Regions from separate parts of the Mus musculus genome. Here region 2 is linked to region 1. The links are chromatin contacts, called in public HiChIP or PLAC-seq maps. All regions are on one chromosome and are shown on one strand. The core of a region is the stretch at or near the end of the contact, and the rest is flanking DNA. Distances in the headings are between cores, read along the strand shown.

Region 1 (3,363 bases), core at 490-2,989:
ATGAGGTATTTTCTTCTTTCTCTTCCCCTCCAAGGGTCCTTGGCCAGCACCTGAGCGCCATGGGGGAGGGGCTTAGTGTGGGAACAAGTGTTTACACTAATGAAGAGCAGTTGGTCTGAGAAGACGCAGATGAGAGAAATGACTTTGTGTTTCGTTGGGATGGTGTGATGGCTTGTATACACTTGGCCCAGGGAGTGGTACTATTAGGAGGTGTGGCCTGTTGGAGTAGGTGTGTCACTGTGGGTGTGGCTTTAAGACCCTAATCCTAGCTGCCTGGAAGCTTAAGTATTCTGCTAGCAGCCTTCACATGAAGATGTAGAACTCTCAGCTCCTCCTGCACCATGCTTGCCTGGAAGCTGCCACGCTCCCACCTTGATGATAACGAACTGAGCCACGAAAACTGTAAGTCAGCCCCAATTAAATGTTGTCCTTATAAGAGTTGCCTTGGTCATGGTGTCTGTTCACAAAAGCAAAACCCTAAGACAGGTGGCTATCCCTCCTCCCCATTGCACGTTCCTGTGGCTGTGTGTACCTAGGTCTCCTGTCTGCCTTTCCTCCCTCCCTCCTGCTCTCCCTCCCATGTTTTTCCCTCTCTCTTTCTCTTTTCCTTCTTTCCTCCCTACCCTCCCTGTTTCTCTCTCTCTCTCTCTCTCTCTCTCTCTCTCTCTCTCTCTCTCTCTCACACACACACACACACACACACACACACACACACACACACACAGAGGATTTCTCTGTACAACTCTGGCTGTTCCAGCATTCACTCTGTAGCCTGGCCTCACAGGCTGGTCTCCAACCCAGAGATCCACCTGCCTCTGCTTCCTCAGTACTGGAATTAAAGGCGTGCACCACCACCACCTGGTCTCTCCTAACTTTCAAGATAACCCCAACCTGGGATATTTAAGTGATTGGCATTTCTCCCAAACACCCCTGAATTGTTTAGGCCAGTGGGGAGGGTGTGGGGATCAGGCAGCCAGTGTTCCCACACTGTCCCATTTAGCCAGAACAAGGGGTGAGGGGACAGTGGGGCTCCAGGTTGTGGGAGTCCTATAAAGCTCGAGACAGATATACCCAGCTTTGTCTCTGGGTCCCACATACTCCTGCCAGGCCTTTCACAGATTCTAGAACATTCTCTTCAGCTGCCTGATTCCCTGGGCCCGTTTCCATGGCACTGCATGAAAGCTGAGCGAGCCTGGATGTTGTTTTCCTTGGGGTGTCTGGAGCCCCGCCCCCTTAGCCCCGCCCCCATCCTGTCTGACTTGGAGAGCCTGGGATTGCTTTCGTGCTTTTATTAGGTCCTGAGCAGATGCTTACAGGAGGGTCCTGACCGCTTCTGCCTGGGAGCTGGGCTGAGAGTGTGGGGGGCTGAGTGCCGCTGAGCCAAGAACAGAGGGAAATGAAATGCCTGCCGAGAGCAGGTCGGTGAGCAAGATGTCAGGGCAGCCACAGTGCCAGGGGCCTCAGGTGGAGGGAAGAGCTCACCCTAACTCCCTAACTTCCCTAATTCTGGGGGTTTCAGACCTGGCCTGTGGATGCTATGCCCAGAGTCAACTTGACAATGCCATCAAAGCCCAAAAATTGGCAGCCATGTGAACTCCAGCCCCCACCTTCACTGACAGTCTGCAGGTGCCTGCCCCCGGCTGCCTGAGGGTCCTCTGTGCCTCTGAGCTGCAGCTGAGGAGTCAGATCTCCATTGGATGAGGGCAGCAATAGCCTCCCCTGTCATGGCTGCCTAGCAACGTGAAGAGGCGGGACTTCCGCTTGATTTTTGGGGTGTCACGTGGGTTTAGTGGCAGAGGGGAAGCATTCTACAGAAGAGGAGGAGCCTGAGGCACGGAGAGCTGGGAGTGGGGTTTGAACATGGATCTGCTGGATCAGCAAGTGTTCTGGTCCATTTCTCCTCCCCACCCCTGCCTCCTCCTCCTTCTGTGATCTCTGCAACTGTCCGTTAAGGAACATTCCAGAACATTCCCCAACTGTTTCAGTTCGACAGGTGGAGATGCTCAGGTCGCCGTGGTCTCCAGAGCGAGGCGCTTGCTCTCCATGTCAGATTCCCTGCTTTCTCTGCCCAGGTCTACAATATAGAAAAAAGTTGCCACTGCTCAGGGCCAGAGTGGTGATCTCTGCTCTCACAGACAGGGCATCCCTGTCGCACCCCAGTCACCTTGTTACAGACACGAGCTTCCTCAACAGGCTCCGACTTGCACAGAGAAGCCTGGGAAGTAGAGACAGGAGCATCAGCCTGCTCTGGGCTCCTTCACATCTCCCTCGCTGCCTGGATCGAGTTGATGCTTTCGTCCACACAGGTCTCTGCCATGTCAGATACCTCATCACTAAGAGTTTTCCAGACCCTCTTCTAGAACATCACCTGTGCCCTACTGCAGACTCGGCACCCAGTTGTTTATTATTTTGAGCCTGGGTCTCATGTCAAGGACCCTGTCGCTGGTATTGAGGATAACTCAGGCATGGGGCGAGAACTCCATTAAAACTTGTGGAGTGTAAGGTCATAGCTCTGTGTGTGCCATTCCCCCTTGTCTCTATCTCTCTTTGCTTGTCATAGAAAGTGACCTGCAGCTAATGTGGTGGCACATGCCCATGACCCCAACACTTGGGAAACTGAGGCAGGAAGATAGCAGTTTACATTTTAGCTTGGGCTACATAGTGATAACCTGCTGGTGAGATGGTTCATTAGGTAAAGGTGCCTGGTGAGCCTGGCGGCCCAAGTTTGACCCCTGGAAGCCACGTAAAGGTGGAAGGAGAGAACTGAATCCACAAAGTTATCCTCCGACCTCGGTGCACATCCTGGGAGATCCACACTGTACCCAAGCATCACATATGCATGCAATAATAACAAAGTGAACCAGAGGTCTGGATGCATTTGTGAGTGTCTGGCACTCCTGGCATCTGATGGGCATCTATAGTGCACAGAGCGACCCCTGTCAACTGTGCCAGCTGTCAATGTTCTCTATGGTGGCAGCTCATGGAGTAAGTGTGTCACCTGCTTATATTACCTACCGATGAATGTTCTCATCCTAGCACACTGTGGTCTGAGGAGCAACTCTGTAGACAGCTATGCCTTGGTGCACTCGGGCAGGGTGGCCCTTCTGACACACAGAGAGAGCAAGGATCCTGTCAGATCACCCCAAATGGGTCATACCAGAGACTAGACAAGTACAGGTTTCTCCCACATGTGCTGAGCCAAGGCTGGAATGGTCAGTAGTGTTAGGAGAGCCACCCAGGGAACTTGGGGCCTTGTACTAAGAACAGACACATAAACCCCTCCCAAATAACCCAGCCCAGAGGTCTGTGTGTGTTCCAGCCTTCTCTGTCTGCCGCCTGATAGCTCAGGGCCTGACCAGTTCC
Region 2 (3,363 bases), core at 237-2,736, 87 kb before region 1:
TTAAATGGAAAGAGGGGGTTGTGGTGAGACCCAGGGCCAAAAGAACATGACAAATCCCAATAAAGCCAGGCATGGGGGCTGGAGAGTTGGCTCAGAAGCTAAGAACACTTGTTGTCGCAAAGGACCGGGGTTTGACTCTAGCACCCACATGAAGTCTCACCACTTCTCAAGCACTAGCACCAGCGTACAGACACACACAAACACAAAAAATTCATAAATTCATACGCTTAAGACAATAAAATTTAGAAGAAGAAGAAGGAGGAGGAGGAGGAAGAGGAGGAGGAGGAGGAGGAGAGGGAGAGAGAGAGGGAGAAGGAGAGGAGGAGGAGAGGAAGAGGAAGAGGGAGAAGAGGAGGAGGAGTAGGAGGAGAAGAAGGCAGTAGCAGCAGCAGCAGCAGCAGCAGCAGCAGCAGCAGCAGCAGCAGCAGCCAGGGGACTGGAGAGATGGCTCAACAGTTAAGTTCACTGACTGCTCTTCCAGAGGTCCTGAGTTCAAATGCCAGCAACCAGATGGTGGCTCACAACCATCTGTAACAGAATCCAGTGCCCTTTTCTGGTGTGTCTGAAGACAGCTGCAGTGTAGTCATATACATTAAATAAATAAATAAATAAATAAATAAATACATCTGTAAAAAAAAAAAAAAGAAAAAGAAAAAAAAGGCCAGGCAGGGGGCCAGAGAGATGGTTCAGTGGTTAACAGCTGTTGCTCTTCTGAAAAGACTTAAATTTCTAGGTTCCCAGCACCTGCTCCAGGGGAAATCTGAGGCCCTCTTCTGTCCTCTATGGGCACTGCACTCAAGCGCACACAATCACAGAAACACACAAAATACAAACAAACAAATAAAAGTATCTTAAGGCAGGGTGGTAGTGGCACACACCCTTTATCCCAGCTATCAGAAGACAGAAGTAGTTGGACCTCTGAGTTCCAGGCCAGCCTGGTCTACAGAGGGAGTTTCAGGACAGACAGGGCTACACGTAGAAACCCTGTCTCAAATAAACAAAAAATGAATGAATGAATGAATGAATGAATGAATGAATGAATAAAAAGAAAAATGTATGGTAGTCCACACCTGTGATCTCGGCACTTGGGAGGTTGAGGCTGGATGGCAGGGAGCTGGAGGTCTGTGGGGGCTAGCTACTGAATGAGTGGCTAGGCCATCCTGGGCTGGAGTTTTGTAAAACTGAAACCGGAGCTAGACTTTGAGCTGTGGGCAGGGGTGACGGACAGAGACTGGAGACCAGGTCTCTTGAATGCTAGCTGGGAGCACAAGAGCCTCAGAAGTCAGGACTGTATTTTTTAGCCCCTTTGGATGTCTGAAGAGCCTATGCAAGGGCTCAGGGGGATGAATCACAGGCAGAGGCAGCCTGATAAACTGGGAACAAAGCCAGAGCTTGTCGGAGCTTAGCTCAAAGGGCCTGGGCCAGACCCCAGGGCTTCCTGCTGTGTCAACAGGAAAGGGCAGCCAGAGCTGTCTTCCTCCCCAGACAGCAGGTGTGAGCTCCTGAGGTCACTGCAGCATCAAGCCAGGACTCGCCAGCTACCACAGCAGCCTGGGCTTACCTAATAGAAAGACTGGACTTTGATCGGAACAAACCAGGCATGGCTGTTGGCTGTTGGCTGGGTATCAAGGAAGGGCTGTGGGTCCAGAGAGGTTCCCTACGGCATGAAGGGCAGGGAGAGTGTCCCTAGCCCAAGCTGGTCCAGAACTGAGGACTGCAGCTCTACACGGCCATCTGGATGGACGAAAGGTGTCCTAAGGCAGCCATGCAAGCTCCTGTTTAAAATGTTATTTATTTATTTTGGGGGAGAGGCACAGGCCACACCATGTGCCTGTGGGGTTACAAGGACAACTTACACAGTTGTTTCTCTTGCCACCATGAGTTCCAGGGAGCAAACTTAGATTGATCCCTTAGGTTGGTGGCCCTTACCTTGAGCCATCTTGCTGGTCCCCTTGTTAGAAAGAAGTCTTTGGGGTCGGAAAGATGGCTCAGAAGGTAAGAGCACTGACTGCTCTTCCAGAGGACCCAGGTTCAATTCCCAGCACCCACATGGCAGCTCACACCTGTGCGTAACTCTAGTTCCAGAGGATCCGACACCCTCACACAGACATGCAGGCAGGCAAAACACCAATGCACATGAAATTAAAAAAATAAAATAAAATAAATATTTCAAAAAAAATCTCAAGTCCTGGCTTGCAACCTATAGCTCTTTGGAGCCAACAGGATGAGGAGAATCGGGTGTGATTTTGCTTTAATTAGCTTAGTTCTGTAAATGGCCTTTTGAGAGATAATTCACACGCTATTTTTTCAAAAGATTTAATATATATATATATATTGATTGTAGCTGTCTTCAGACACACCAGAAAAGGGCGTCAGATCTCATTACAGATGGTTGTGAGCCACCATGTGTTTGCTGAGAATTGAACTCAGGACCTCTAGGAAGAGCAGTCAGTGCTCTTTACTGCTGAGTCATCTCTCCAGCCCAATTCATATGCTATTTAATGAACTCTTTAAGTGTATAACTTTGTGTGTGTGTGGGGGTGTGTGTGTGTGTGTTTCTCTGTGTAGCCCTGGCTGTCCTGGAGTTTGCTCTGTAGAGCAGGTTGGCTTTGAACTCAGATATCCACCTGCTGCTACTGCTGGATAATGGGATTAAAGACGTGTGCGCCACCATGCCTGGCTGTCAGCTGTCTGTGAGATAAGGGCCATGCTTGAGTCAACCTCTTTCCCATTGCTAGGCAATATCGGAATTCCCTGCTTGTGGCTTTAGCACCACCATCCAGCCAGAAACGGCACCATAATCCCTATATTGTGATATCTTAAGTGTACATCAGGGCTACCTGGAATCATGTTAAAACAGTTTGCTGTGTTTTTAATTTAGTGGGTCTAGGTTAACACTGCTGGCCCATAGCCTGTAGAATGAGAAACACACTTTTTTTTTCTTTCTTTCTTTCTTTCTTTTTTTTTTGAGAACATGATTTTAATATTTTCAATTGTTTATATTCAACAAACAGAATAATTATTTTAAGATATATTTCATTGTTATGTCTCCCTTTATATTTCTGATTTTATTAATTTGGATACTGTCTCTGTGCCCTCTGGCTAGTCTGGCTAAGGGTTTATCTACCTTGTTGATTTTCTCAAAGAGCCAGCTCCTGGTTTTATTGATTGTTGAGTCTGTATATAGTTCTTTTTGTTTCTGTTTGGTTGATTTTAGCCCTGAGTTTGATTATTTCCTGCCCTCTACTCCTCTCGGGTGTATTTGCCTCCTTTTGAGAAACACACTTTTTTTTTTTTTTTTGAGACAGGGTTTCTCTGTGTAGCCCTGGCTATCCTGGAACTCACTCTGTAGACCAGGCTGGC

Evidence for each region. HiChIP or PLAC-seq counts read pairs in DNA pulled down with a chosen protein or histone mark.
Region 2: a contact with region 1 is called in an H3K27ac HiChIP or PLAC-seq map of epiblast stem cells. The contact joins two enhancer-like sites. A contact is called at or near these places in 7 of 39 promoter capture datasets (the 3T3-L1 cell line, the C10 cell line, embryonic stem cells and 3 more), 5 of 15 datasets of contacts at CTCF or cohesin (CD8 T cells, the G1E-ER4 cell line, embryonic stem cells and 2 more), 47 of 484 Hi-C or Micro-C datasets (the C2C12 cell line, the G1E-ER4 cell line, the HL-1 cell line and 22 more), 14 of 115 datasets of contacts at active chromatin or transcription factors (the HPC-7 cell line, Th17 cells, astrocytes and 9 more) and 1 of 9 other capture datasets (embryonic stem cells).

Annotation. Positions count from the first base shown.
Region 1 is chr8:119,796,742-119,800,104 of GRCm38.p6, reverse strand. No RefSeq gene overlaps it. Among named protein-coding and RNA genes, the nearest start is that of Meak7, 20 kb to the right of the region's middle. Within about 2 kb of position 1,739, at least 180 of the 459 cell types and tissues checked have an H3K27ac peak or open chromatin away from gene starts, as enhancers often do. A contact at or near this core is called in astrocytes, differentiating embryonic stem cells, epiblast stem cells and 2 more, where this site is marked.
Region 2 is chr8:119,883,899-119,887,261 of GRCm38.p6, reverse strand. No RefSeq gene overlaps it. Among named protein-coding and RNA genes, the nearest start is that of Klhl36, 23 kb to the right of the region's middle. Within about 2 kb of position 1,486, at least 101 of the 459 cell types and tissues checked have an H3K27ac peak or open chromatin away from gene starts, as enhancers often do. A contact at or near this core is called in astrocytes, differentiating embryonic stem cells, epiblast stem cells and 2 more, where this site is marked.